2 separate regions of the Mus musculus genome follow, and region 1 is linked to region 2. The links are chromatin contacts, called in public Hi-C maps. All regions are on one chromosome and are shown on one strand. The core of a region is the stretch at or near the end of the contact, and the rest is flanking DNA. Distances in the headings are between cores, read along the strand shown. Region 1 overlaps Slco2a1 (solute carrier organic anion transporter family, member 2a1). Region 2 has its middle 29 kb from the start of Gm31434.

The links. A called contact is a pair of places that touch in the nucleus more often than the background predicts.
Region 1: a Hi-C map of the C2C12 cell line shows a contact between it and region 2, with 2.5 times the contacts expected there. The contact joins two enhancer-like sites. A contact is called at or near these places in 1 of 484 Hi-C or Micro-C datasets (the C2C12 cell line), 2 of 115 datasets of contacts at active chromatin or transcription factors (both in embryonic stem cells) and 2 of 9 other capture datasets (adipose tissue and pancreatic islet).

What each region holds. Positions count from the first base shown.
Region 1 is chr9:103,036,614-103,042,796 of GRCm38.p6, reverse strand. The region is part of intron 1 of Slco2a1 (solute carrier organic anion transporter family, member 2a1); the gene reads right to left. Among named protein-coding and RNA genes, the nearest start is that of Gm22595, 17 kb to the right of the region's middle. Within about 2 kb of position 2,161, at least 4 of the 459 cell types and tissues checked have an H3K27ac peak or open chromatin away from gene starts, as enhancers often do. A contact at or near this core is called in the C2C12 cell line, where this site is marked.
Region 2 is chr9:102,969,966-102,976,301 of GRCm38.p6, reverse strand. No RefSeq gene overlaps it. Among named protein-coding and RNA genes, the nearest start is that of Gm31434, 29 kb to the left of the region's middle. Within about 2 kb of position 3,466, at least 39 of the 459 cell types and tissues checked have an H3K27ac peak or open chromatin away from gene starts, as enhancers often do. A contact at or near this core is called in the C2C12 cell line, where this site is marked.

The DNA of each region.
Region 1 (6,183 bases), core at 912-3,411, 68 kb before region 2:
GCTTGCTGGCCATGGGGATCCACTCCAGGGATCCACTGTGTCTACAACTCAGCACTGGACTTACGAGCACATAGCACCACACATGGTTTTTTACATGGATGCTGGAGATTGCACTCTGGCCCTTCTGCTTGGGAGGCAAGTTCTTTACTTGCTTGAGGTCCCCAGAACCTGGCCCACCCTTTACCTATAAGAAGCTAGGTGTTCCACTCAACTCCATTTAACAACAACAACAACAACAACAACAAAACACTCCAAAATGCTTCACAGAAAGACAAGGAAAGGTAAAGACGCAGTCCGAGGATTACTACGGTCAGCCACTTTCCATCTCCTCCCTCTATTCTCATTCTGTTCGCAGGCACTTCTTGCTTCTATAGATTGTACAACACACAAGATTTCTTCTTTATTGATATTTCCTCAACAGGCTCTAGACTTACAGGAGAAAACATGACTGGAGAGTTTTAGAACAAATTATCCCCCAGGGCTTGAAGCAATATCTGGCTCAGAGGAAGCAGGTGAGCATCGTGTTTTCAAAATGTCACAATAACCTGGGATCTAGAGGCTTCAGCCGTCAGAAAAGCCAGGGTACTGCAGGTTCATTGCAATGATCAGTCTCTGTCATGTATAAAATTCCCCTTTGACGTGGCTATAATTTGTAAGCACGGTTCAGCTATCCCCCTGGCTTACTTGTCTCACTCAGAATGGCTCCTGAGAATGCCAAACCCAAACCACAAAAGTTAAAAATTTGCAACTATGAATACAGGGACTTTCTGATGTGGTTGATGTCGTCTACATTTTTATAGCAGTGATATTTATACAGGTAGAGTCTGTACTTAAAGTGTGTGCATTTTATTATAAGCAAAGTAGACCTCAATAAAATTGACTAAAGGAAAATTCCCTTGAGGACAGAGTCAGAGGCATGAAGGTTTTCAAAATAATATCCTGACCCTTTGAAGGGCATTCCGCAAAGTTTTCTGGTTTTGTTGTTGTCTTAAAGTATGAGCATTGACAACATTGTGAGAGTGTTTGTTTACTCAAGGGCTCTATGCTGAAAAGTTCAAAACCCGTGTAAATATTTAGATTTGTGTGTGCATGCTATTCCAAAAAGGGAGGGAAGGAGGGAGAGAGAGAGAGAGAGAGAGAGAGAGAGAGACAGAGACAGAGACAGAGACAGAGACAGAGACAGAGACAGAGAGACAGACTCTTACAGGTACATCTCACAGAGGAAGTTAGCAAAGGCCTTCCCTTTTGGGGACCTTTCTTGCAGGGTTGGATATGAGGGAGACTCTCAGACATCCAAATGTGCAGGTCATGCTCACAGCTCCATTCCTCAGTCCTAACAAATGAGGATGGCGTGGCAGGGAGAGTAAAGGAGAAAAAAAGCAGAGAAATTGAAGTGACCTTTAAAGACCAAAGGAAGGGGAGGAGGGTATGGGGGACTTTTGGGATAGCATTGGAAATGTAAATGAGGAAAATACCTAATAAAAATATTTTTTAAAAAAGACCAAAGGAAGGCTGAGAGGATGCACATGATGATAGAGAGAGGTCTGGGGCCCAAGGCAAGTTTCAGTGGCATGCGGAGGACAACTAACTGTACCATAAGCACTCAGGGTGAGGGACTGCTGAGAACTCAGGATAAATGGGGAAGGGTCAAGGACACCTGGGACACAGTTTTGTTTGGTCAGTTTTCATTGTCATGTTCTTGACTCGTTCTTTTTCCTAGTCTAGACATTGGAGCTATAGCTAACTGGCATTAGACCACAGAAGCACTGGCTGGCCCTGAAGCTGCCAGGCAGGTCTGACGCACGGACCCCCAGGTAATGGCTGCTCCTGCTCTCACCCAGCTCTGACTTTGTGAACACAGCTCTCAGGGAGGGAGGACTTTCCCTTCATGAGCCCTCATGGCCACTAGGATGTGATTTCACTGGGATAATTCAGACTGGAGCTGGCTAGCATGATAAAAAGCTTTAAGTGGCCTGACAGGGCATCAGCTGATGGCCTTCCGGTGTTTCTAGATGGCAGCTGTCTGTGGTCTAGAAGAAGCAGTCCTTCCCAAAGGAGGGAGGGAAGGAGGGAAGGAGGGAGGGAAGGAGAGAAGAAGGAAAAGCCACAGACATAAAGAAACATTCCTCTGATGCCACATGAGTGTTGGGTGTTTCTGGGTATGCCCGGGCTGCTCTGAGTCCTCTGCTGCCTGCTTTAGTTTCTCTGACCTCAGAGAGGACTTGGGAGATATCTCGGTCTGTGAGATGTTTCTTATAGCAATCAATCAGACCACAGAACCTGTGGGAAAACCCCCAAAGAACTGGGTGTAGTGGTGTGCACTTGAAACCTCAGTACTGCGATGGCAGAGGTGGGAGGATTCCTGGAGCTTGCTGGCTAGACAGCCTAGTGGAGGAGACCCAGATCCTAGAGAAAGATGCTATCCTAACAGCAACAGCAACAGCATAGACCCCTGGGCTCAGAGACCATTCTCTTCCTCTTCCATCTCTAAGCTGGAGCTAACGACAGCCTAGGCTGTCAGGAATACTAACTACTGTGTAGAGGAACGGAATTCTTGACCAGATGGGTTTCCAATCGCAGCTCTAGCCCAAAGGAACTCCTGGCCTCTGTCAACCAGATTCCACACAGAACATTAAAATCTGTTTACATTTTTTTCACATGTTTTGTTTTCCCCCTTCATCTTATCATCTATACAACAACGTGTAAATTTAAAAAACAAAAACAAAAACAAAAAAACCTCAAGCAGCACAGAAGGGCTCAGAGTAGCAAACCTATGGGCAAGCAGCTTTAGCCGCTCTAGCAGGTCCACGGAACAGGCTTTCTGCTGATCACACATCTCAAGCCGCTATGCTTGTTCTAGGACGTCTTGCTCTGCCGTTTTAGAGCATGCACCATCGTGGATAGGGGTTTGGCTACCTAGATGTGTCCTTCTCCCTGTTCCTCCCAGCTGTTCACAGTTCTGCCGGTCTTTTATTATTATCAGACCACCCCACTCTGTGGCAAACAAACTGGAAGCCACAGGAACCAGTGCCCCAAACCCCCTGGTGATAGTGCCCTTGGTTCACAATGAAGGGACGCTTGGGTTTTCCCCTGGGCAAAGGGCTGTCCTCTGCTGACTATCACCCCAAGAATTCAGCTTTCTACCTCATAATACTCACAGATTCTATCCCTGCTGCCTCTGGAGTTGCAGCAGGCTTCAGGTTTCCCACCACTGAACACCCCTTGAAGGGACCTGAGAGTCTGTGACTCCCAGTCTGACCCATCCACTAACCATTGTCCATGCCACAGAAATTATTGAGTTCTTTCATCCATTCATAGTGTGTCCCCCTTTTTAACTGTTTCTGGTCCTTTTTTTTAATCATCCTTAATCACCGTTTTCATCATAATGGGGATGTTGGAGCTGAGGAGAAATGAGCATGTGTTTAGTCTACCGTCTTGAATTACAAACCCAATCTATTCCCATCCTTGTGCCCCTACTTTCTCAATGAATAAAGAAGGGCTCCAAGAAGCATATTTAATAAACTTCTCATAAATAGAAAATGCTCTACATGTCTATGTTTCTCCCACTTGCCAGGTAAGACATTTATATCAGCCTATCATGGAGCAGAATCATTTAAGAGAAAGCCTATTTCATAACAAACTGTTGGCTCTACCTCATATAGTTTACTGACCACTACTGAAATTGGAGGACAGCGTGGTGGTATGGGTGTGCTTTTTTCAAATCACAGTGGTGTCAAGAACACCATTAAGAGACCATTTATTATATGTTGGGCAGTGGACTAAACTGTCAATCCCAAAGTACAAACAGATCCTCCCTCATAACCCTAGCACATTCGGGTTATGACACTGTTATCTCGCTAGCTGAGTCTTGCAGAGCAAGGTGTGCCTCTGATTGCAGGCACTCGGCCTGATGGTGATTCTGACTCTGTGTGTGCTCCTTCCCACGTAACTTCCCTGCCCACAGCTCATCCTCCTTGCTGGCCGGCAGTGGACCAGGGGTTAAGTGCTGAACGGTGAGGTCCTAGGTTCAAGGTACCCTATTCAACACAGATAAAGATGTTTTCCAGAGTCATCTGACATTTCAGAGAGAGAGAGAGAGAGAGAGAGAGAGAGAGAGAGACTGAGTTGGTGCCTCTGAGACCCCCCTGAGGGCCCAGAGAATTGGAAGATGGATGGTGAATCCTTATTACTGTCTTTCCAAAGGGACAGTGGGATGTAAAACAAAGATGTGACCTAGGGAGAAAGGCCTGGAACAGCCAGGGAGCCTGCCTAAGCCTCCTGTACCTTCTGCCGGGCATAGCCCAGTGCCCCCGTGGGGAGTGTCTCTGTCACACAATCATTCAGGAAATCAAGTATATTCCCATGCAGGAAGAATGTCTACACAAGATAACACTCAGATTCAAAATAGCCAGCCTGGGCTCAAAGTTGATGTCCTTTGGAGGAGAAATGAGCCAAGGTAGCATCAGGAACATTAGCATTGTTAGGAACTAGAAAAGCACTGTGTCCTGATGGTTCTTAGAAGAGAAAGAAAGAAAGAGAGAAAGAAAGAAAGAAAGAAAGAAAGAAAGAAAGAAAGAAAGAAAGAAAGAAAGAAAGAGGGGGGGGGAGGGAGGAAGGAAGGAAGAAGGAAAAGAAAGAAAGTAAAAGAAAGAAAGAAAGACAAGACAAAAGAAAAGCAAGACAAGACAAGGAAAGAAAAGAAAAGAAAAGAAAAGAAAAGAAAAGAAAAGAAAAGAAAAAAGAAAAGAGAAAAAAGAAAGTACCAGAGTAGTCTAAAGAGGAGCACGGAAGATATAAGACACCTCCTGTCTCTTCATAGGGAAGGAAGAAGGCAATTTGGGAATCTGGATCTGGGATTATAATCTCACTAAAAAGGATCTTTGATAAGATGGGGTCCTGGGGTGTCCTTTGAAGTAAAAGAAAATGTAGAACTTCACTGTGGACAGGAAGCCTGTGGCTTTCCATGCTGCATCCTCATTTTAAATCTGGGGCACAAAGGAGAGAAGCAGTGGGAATCCTGGACCCCAAACCACACTAGGAACCCTAAAAGGCGTCCAGCACTGGATGTTCCGAGATGCTCTGGTTCCCCCATCCCGGTGTGGGGGTGGGGCTTTGTGCTTGGTGCTCAGCCCCAGGAGTGTGTGAGGCAGACCACTGCAAGGAGGTGGTGACGAGGTGTCATGGAAGAGCAAGCTGAGAGATCGCCTGGGGGAGGGGAGGTTAAATGCACGCATGTGAGACTCTATGGATTTATCATATTCACTAGAAGAACGTTTTCCTGGGCAAATAGACACTTGGAAATAAAATTATCCCTAGTGTTCATGTCAATATATGCTTGAATTCTTCTCCAGAGATTCTGAAAAGCTTTTGTTGTCTTTTAAGACAGTGAAAACACTCCTTAATGAAGAACAAGCACCATCCTGTGCTGGGGGAAGTTGGCTCGCAGTCACCTGTTGGGTTGAAAGGAAGCCGCCGTTGTCCAACGTGCCTTGAATGCATTTATGGCAGGGAAGGGACATCTAGACCCTGTGAATATGGAAACGTTGCTATTTTATATCCTTCCTCGTCTTTGTTCTGGTAACAAGATGGGATGTCAATATTTTTTCTCACATCCTGGAAGGATTTGAAGATAAAGCCCATCCCTTCCTGCCTTCAAGCAAAGGGAAGCCAGTTTTTCAGATAGAGAAAGTGCAAACTATAATACAAAGACAGTCTCACAAGAGTCCCTCCAAGGAGGGGTCCTATGGTCCTATCAGTGGGCAATGACCGCTAGGGAGCTCTGAGGGAGGGCATGTGGGGCCGTCACATCATCTTTGTCTCTATTATCTGTTTCCATTGCTTTTTTTTTTCCAGGCATGCTCTCACTGTCACATCAGTAAGCCAATGCATGGTACATGTTCAGTAAATGCTTGCAAACCTAGATAATCTCACATAACCCTGTGGAGAAGGTGACGAAGGCCCAGGGCAACTTGCAAGCTCATCTCATATTGTAGTTGGCAAATGACAACAGCCAACAGACACTAAGTCATACTACTCTTCCATTGTGTGACAATGTTGACTCTTCTGAGGGCTCAGAGGAAGGAGGTGCTACAGAGATTGTTTTTGCTGAAGTTGACAGTACCTGGCGATCACATAAGGCTTTCCAAAAAGTATCTAAGTCCTATAGGACTCCCCCACCTCATC
Region 2 (6,336 bases), core at 2,217-4,716:
ACTTTGACAGTGGTTCAAGACACATTCATGAAGAAAACACCAAGTCCCTACACTATCTAGGATTCACCTAACTGATCAACAGGGTCTCCTGTGAGGAGAGAGATCTTTCAGGACTCCTGACAGGTTCTTGCCCCATTTCTTTATGACCTATTTAAATTAAATTTCTCAATATTGAATCAGAAGGCAGTTTATAGATTCTGGCAGGTGCTATATTTGTTAAGTATTGACTTTTGCTGTAAACTCACAGTCAGGTCTCAATTGCAAGGTTCAGGAATTCAGACCTACTTTCAACATGGGCGAAGTGTCCTTAAGAACATTGGAGCCTGCTAAAATGTAAGCATCGCCCTTAGTGCTGGCTGTCCTGAGCAGGTTCCTTCTCTCATCTCTCATGGACTCTACACAGTCCATCTTTCACTGAGGAGCTGGAAAGGGGCTATTGCTCACATTTTTGAGTCTGGTTACCTAGCAACATCAGCTGCCCAATTACGGGGGTTGGGAGGGCTATTGCTCTTCTCCTCTGAGAGACCCCATCATGACTCTAGACTGTAAAGAACACACATAAGTAGCCTGCTTTGACCAATTCTTTGAGATTTTTTTTCCTTTTCCGTGTGTGTGTGTGTGTGTGTGTGTGTGTGTAAAATACGTGCATGTATGGCATGCATGCATGTATATGCATACTGTGGAGATCTGAAGTTGACGTAGAACAGTGCTCTCAACCTTCCTAACACTGTGACCCTTTAATACAGGTCCTCATGTTGTGGTGACTCCCAACCATGCAGTTATTTCATTGCTACTTCATAGCTGTAATTCTGCTACTGTTATGTATCATGATGTGAATATCTGATATACAGGATATCTGAGATGCAACTGCTGTGGAGACTTTCAGTCAAACCCAGACCTCACCAGTGTGGCTGGTCTTGCTGTTCCCTGTACCTTCAGGCACTTAAGGCAAAGTCTGAGGTCCCACCAATGTCTGTCACAATGGGTGGATGGATGGATGGATGGGTGGATGGGTGGATAAGACACATCTTACTCATCATAACATCCATCTGGCTTTGCCTCTGGATCTTGCCCATATTAGATCATCCCTCACTACATCCAGGGTCACCCTAGCCAAGGCACTCTCCTCCCCAGGCCCAGTCACTGCTGGGGCCTCTTCTTCAGTGTTTCTCTGTGTCTGCCCTCAACCTCTACAGCCGCTACACAGCTGCAGAGCAAATGGCTTTGTCCTCAAGTCTGATGCTGTCACTGACCTGGGATGCTGTAGCCCCCTGAGACCTTTCCCATATCTCAGAGTAAAGCCAGCCCCCCACTTCTGCCCTACCTGTACCCCCATACTTCTGCCCCATTGCTCTTCCATCTCCTGGCACTCCAGGTTCCTTTTTCCTGCTCCCAGACTCTTGCCACCCCCTCTCCCAGCACATTCAGCCATTCTGGTTGGATGGTTTTAGTTAGGATCAGCTCCCAGACATGGCCTGCCCATTACCCACCTCCTTCGTGTCCTCTTCAGAGGCCTACCTAGTCCCTCCTGATGAAATTAATGGCAGGTACCCCTACTCTGCATCCTGGTCTGCTATGCCATTTGTGGACTGGCACTGCGGACACACAGCTATCTGGCTATTGATCACACTCCTCCCCATGACGGAAGCTTCCCTAGGACTGGACATTATGTCATCCACAGCCGTAGCCCTCATACCTAGCAGTACACACACACACACCTGCTTCCTGAGCAAGGACTGGCAAGGATGCAATCCCATAGTTGGCCAGATTGCAGTATTTGTGTTGTGGGCATGGGCAGAAAGAGGTTTCCAGAATGCCTACTGTGTGCTGGGCCTTTGTGCTAACAGGATGGAAAAGATCTGCTTTCCTGACTCCATTTACAGGACAGCAGGTACCAGCGTCACGCAGTGTACTGGCTGGTTTTGTGTGTCAGCTTGACACAGCTGGAGCTATCACAGAGAAAGGAGCCTCCCTTGAGGAAAGGCCTCCATGAGATACAGCTGTAAGGCATTTTCCCAATTAGTGATCAAGGGGGAGAGAGCCTAGCCCATTATGGGTGGTGCCATCCCTAGGCTGGTAGTCATGGGTTCTATAGAAAAGCAGGCTGAGCAAGCCAGGGGAAGCAAGCCAGTAAGCAGCACCCCTCCATGGCCTCTGCATCAGCTCCTGCCTCCAGGTTCCTGCCCTGTGTGAGTTCCAGTCCTGACCTCCTTTGGTGATGAACAGCAGTGTGAAAGCGTATGCTGAATAAACCCTTTCCTCCCTAACTTGCTTCTTGGTCATGATGTTTTGTGCAGGAATAGAAACCCTGACTAAGACATGCACACATCACAAAGACATCCTCAACTGAGACCTCTGTGTGGCTTTTACTTCATCTCCCAATAGAAAGGGCTGCAGTGCTAAAGACCCATGGGACAACTCACAGGCTGCAGCCATTCCTGCCCACCAGTGCCCAAGATCACCTTTCACCTCCAGACAATTTTTTTCCAGTGAGACCCTGCTTCTTCCAACAAAACCTCATACCTACCTGTTTCTATCTGAACCACCGAGAAATGTCAGCTGTGGTCACAAGGGCTGCACGAGGAAGATGCCTGAGGAGGCTGTGCCTCCCAGCCATTACTTCACCCCTCACTCTCATGGATGTGAGTCGAATCTGTAGGAAACTAGGATGAGGGTGGGGGATGGGAACAGAAGACTGATAACATTTTACTGTGATGTGCCTTGTGTTTTGTATCGGGCTGTACACTGCATAAAGAAAAGAAGCACTTAATTTTAAAAAAAAAAAAATTGTCCTTTTTCAATTTCCAGGCTCCGAGGAGCCAGGCTGTTTTGTGGGCAAGTCGTCAATCATGGCTGCCCACAGACTTTCTTCACCCAGCAACGCCCACCTTCCCCAGTACCCAGCACACCCCAGGCTCTGGAAGTCTTTGTGCAGAGCCTTAAGAGTGGAAGAGACACGGTAGCCGCCAGGAGGTCAGAGCCTGCAGACAGGCTGCTTCTGCACCACTCCGGGAGCTATACTGAGCGGGTTCAAGTGTAAACACTGCTCAGCCCTCTTGGTGTTGTCTTGGAGAATAAGGTCTCTGGAGAGAAAGACCCAGTGAGCAGTCCTGTGCCTGGTGCTACCCTGGGCTGTGTCTAAGTAGTAAGAGAGGGACCACCTTGGGTCATTGATGGTGGAATGGCTTCATTTCTGAAGGAAATCGGTTCTATGCAGTGTCAGGAGGGTACCAAGCCACAAGTGGTCCCACATCCCCACAGGAGAGTGAGGGTGGGGGCAGAACAAATGCACTTGAAATTGGAGGGGGAAGAAATGTGAGTGGATGGTCAAATAAAAGGGAACAAAGGGTGTGTAATAGGCCACAGGAGACTACACTCATTTCCCATTCACAGGGATGAAAACCCAGGCTTTGGAGGTTGACTGTGCTATTTGGAAGGTGAAGTTACACTTCAGAGGCAACTAATAGGATTTAGAATGCATGACTCAAGTTATAAATCCCCCCCTTGGGTCTGAGGAGCCACACCCAAGCCTGTTCCTTGGTTTCTAGTAAAAGAGCAGGGAGTTGGAAGCTCAAGATGTTGGGGACATAGTGAGGTCCCAGTACAACTCACAACCTTCTGGCTGAGTAGCCTCCTTTTTGGCAATCTTGGGGACACTTAATAATCCGTGGAAGGACATTGTGATTTCATAAAAATGATGAAATAATCAGAGTGGAGAAACTCCATCAATGACCCAAGTCTGGCATGGTTACTCCTGCCTTGAGGCCTGAAGCCCAGGCTGCCAAATACCAAGGTTCTCACTTGGCCATTCTGAAGGCATGACTAACCCCTAGTGAATAAGAATGAGAAAATTCAGTTCCAGGGATCGCTTTTTCTTATATTGAAAGCCATAATTCAGAACAGCTAAAGGCTGATGCATACCTCACCATTATTACTGATAAAATACTAGCCTCCGTCAGCCTGAAAGAGATTGGCTGTCTTTCCAGTTAATATTGCTACCAAGAGGCCAAAGATCCATGTGCCGTGTGTGTGTGTGTGTGTGTGTCCACAGGCATGCACACATGTAAGCACGCATGCGAAGGCCAGAGGGCAGCCTCACTGGTATACCTCAGATGCTATCCACCTTTCTTTTATTTTGAGACAGTCTCTTATTAGCCTGGATCTTGCCACGTGCTGGACGGGCTAGCCGGTGATCTCCAGGGAACCTTTCTGTCTCTGCCTCCCAACACTGAGATCCTAAGTGTGCACCACCAAGACTAGATGTTTACAGGGGCTTGGGGGGTTGAACTCAAATCCCTGTGCTTGCAAAGCAAACAATTTACAGACAACTATCTCCCTAGACCCCACAGAGACCGTTTCTAAGTCTGCTTCCAGCCACAGACAGGAGAAAGGAACCAGGCACTGGTTCCTCAAGGTGATAGCTCCACTTTAGCTTCAAGACAATTCCAGCCCCCTCGGCAACAATAGCTATGTTTGTTTTGTTCTGCTATGTCAGTGTTTCTCAACCTGTGGATCATGACCCCTTTGGCCCAAAGGACCCTTTCACAGGGGTTGCTAAAGACCACCAGAAAACAGATATTTACATTACAAAAATAATTTTATGGTTGTGGGTCACCACAGTATGAGGACCTGTAATTAAAGGGTCGAAGCATTAGGAAGGATTGAGAGCCACTGGGCTACATGAATGTTTGACAAGGGTGAGGTAGCTGCCTCCAACTTGGTTGAGGGGTCTCAGGACCCCTCAATCCAGGTCTCTTTCTCCAATAAGGAAGCCATCTGTTGTGGTTTATTCAGGACAGAGGGGGTTCCCAGAGCAGGGACTTTCAGAACTAAAACCAGAGAAATTCAGGGGAAACTGGGGCAAGTTATTTGACCTATGGCCTAGTCCTTTAGTGTTAGCCTCAATATCTCCTGTACTCAGACCCTTGAATACAAAAGGGTCGTGTGTGCTTGGCACGAGGAAGTCTGGTGGTCCTTGTCTCTCCCAGGCAATGACTCCCAGACTCAGCCATGGGCTTTCTATGTATTCACACACCCCTCCCTTCCCAATAATGCTTCCCCAAGGGTCACCTGACCAACAGATGAGAAGGCAAGAATGGGGCTCAGGTCTATGTGTCAACAAAGCCTTGCACTTTACCCAGGACTGATACAAATACTTAGTCTTTTATACCACCTGTGTTTTGAAAATGTTTGCTTTTAAACCAATAGAACCAAAATTATCCATATTCAGGGGAACTGTATGAGTCTTCAACCCATGGATTACACACACACACACACACACACACACACACACACTGAAGATCAAAACCCAGGTCTTTATATGTGCTAAGCAAACATTCTATAGCCACAGCCTGGTACAATTTTTTAAATTGGGGCAAACATATGTATCACCACAAATGTTTGTCATTTCTGTTTTTTCTTTCCTTTTCCCTGAGGATTGAGCCTAGGTTCTTACAAATATTAGGCCAACATTCTGTCAACAAGCTATGTCTTAGTCAGAGTTTCTATTCCTGCACAAAACGTCATGACCAAGAAGCAAGTTGGGGAGGAAAGGGTTTATTCAGCTTACACTTTCCACATTGCTGTTAATCACCAAAGGATTTCAGGACTGGAACTCAAGCAAGTTAGGAAGCAGAAGCTGATGCAGAGGCCATGGAGGGATGTTCTTTACTGGCTTGCCTCCCCTGGCTTTCTCAGCCTGCTCTCTTATAGAACCCAAGACTACCAGCCCAGAGATGGTCCCACCTACAAGGGGCCTTTTTCCCTTGATCACTAATTGAGAAAATGACTTACAGCTGGATCTCGTGGAGGTATTTCCCCAACTGAAGCTCCTTTCTCTGTGTTAACTCCAGCCTGTGTCATGTTGACACAAAACTAGCCAGTACAATTGACCCCTTGTCAACTTGACACACAAACACATCACTAATAAGCCTCAACCCTTAGTTTCTTATTCATCCCCAAGATCTAAACAACTTTAAAAGTCCCACAGTCTTTACATATTAAAATTTCATCCCTTAAAAAATATCCAGTATCTTTTAAAATTCAAAGTACTTTAAAATTCAAAGTCTCTTAACTGGAGGCTTCACTAAAAAATCTTCCTTCAAGAGGGAAAAATATCAGGGCACAGTCACAATCAAAAACAAAAATCAATCTCAAACCATCCAATGTCTGGGATCCAACTCTTCTGGGCTCCTCCAAGGGCTTGGGTCACTTCTCCAGCCATGCCCTTTGTAGCACCCATGTTGTCTTCTAGGCTCCAGCCACCTGTACTCCACTGCTGCTGCTGTTCTTGGTAGTCATCTCATGGTACTGGCATCTCCAAAATTCTGCTGTCTT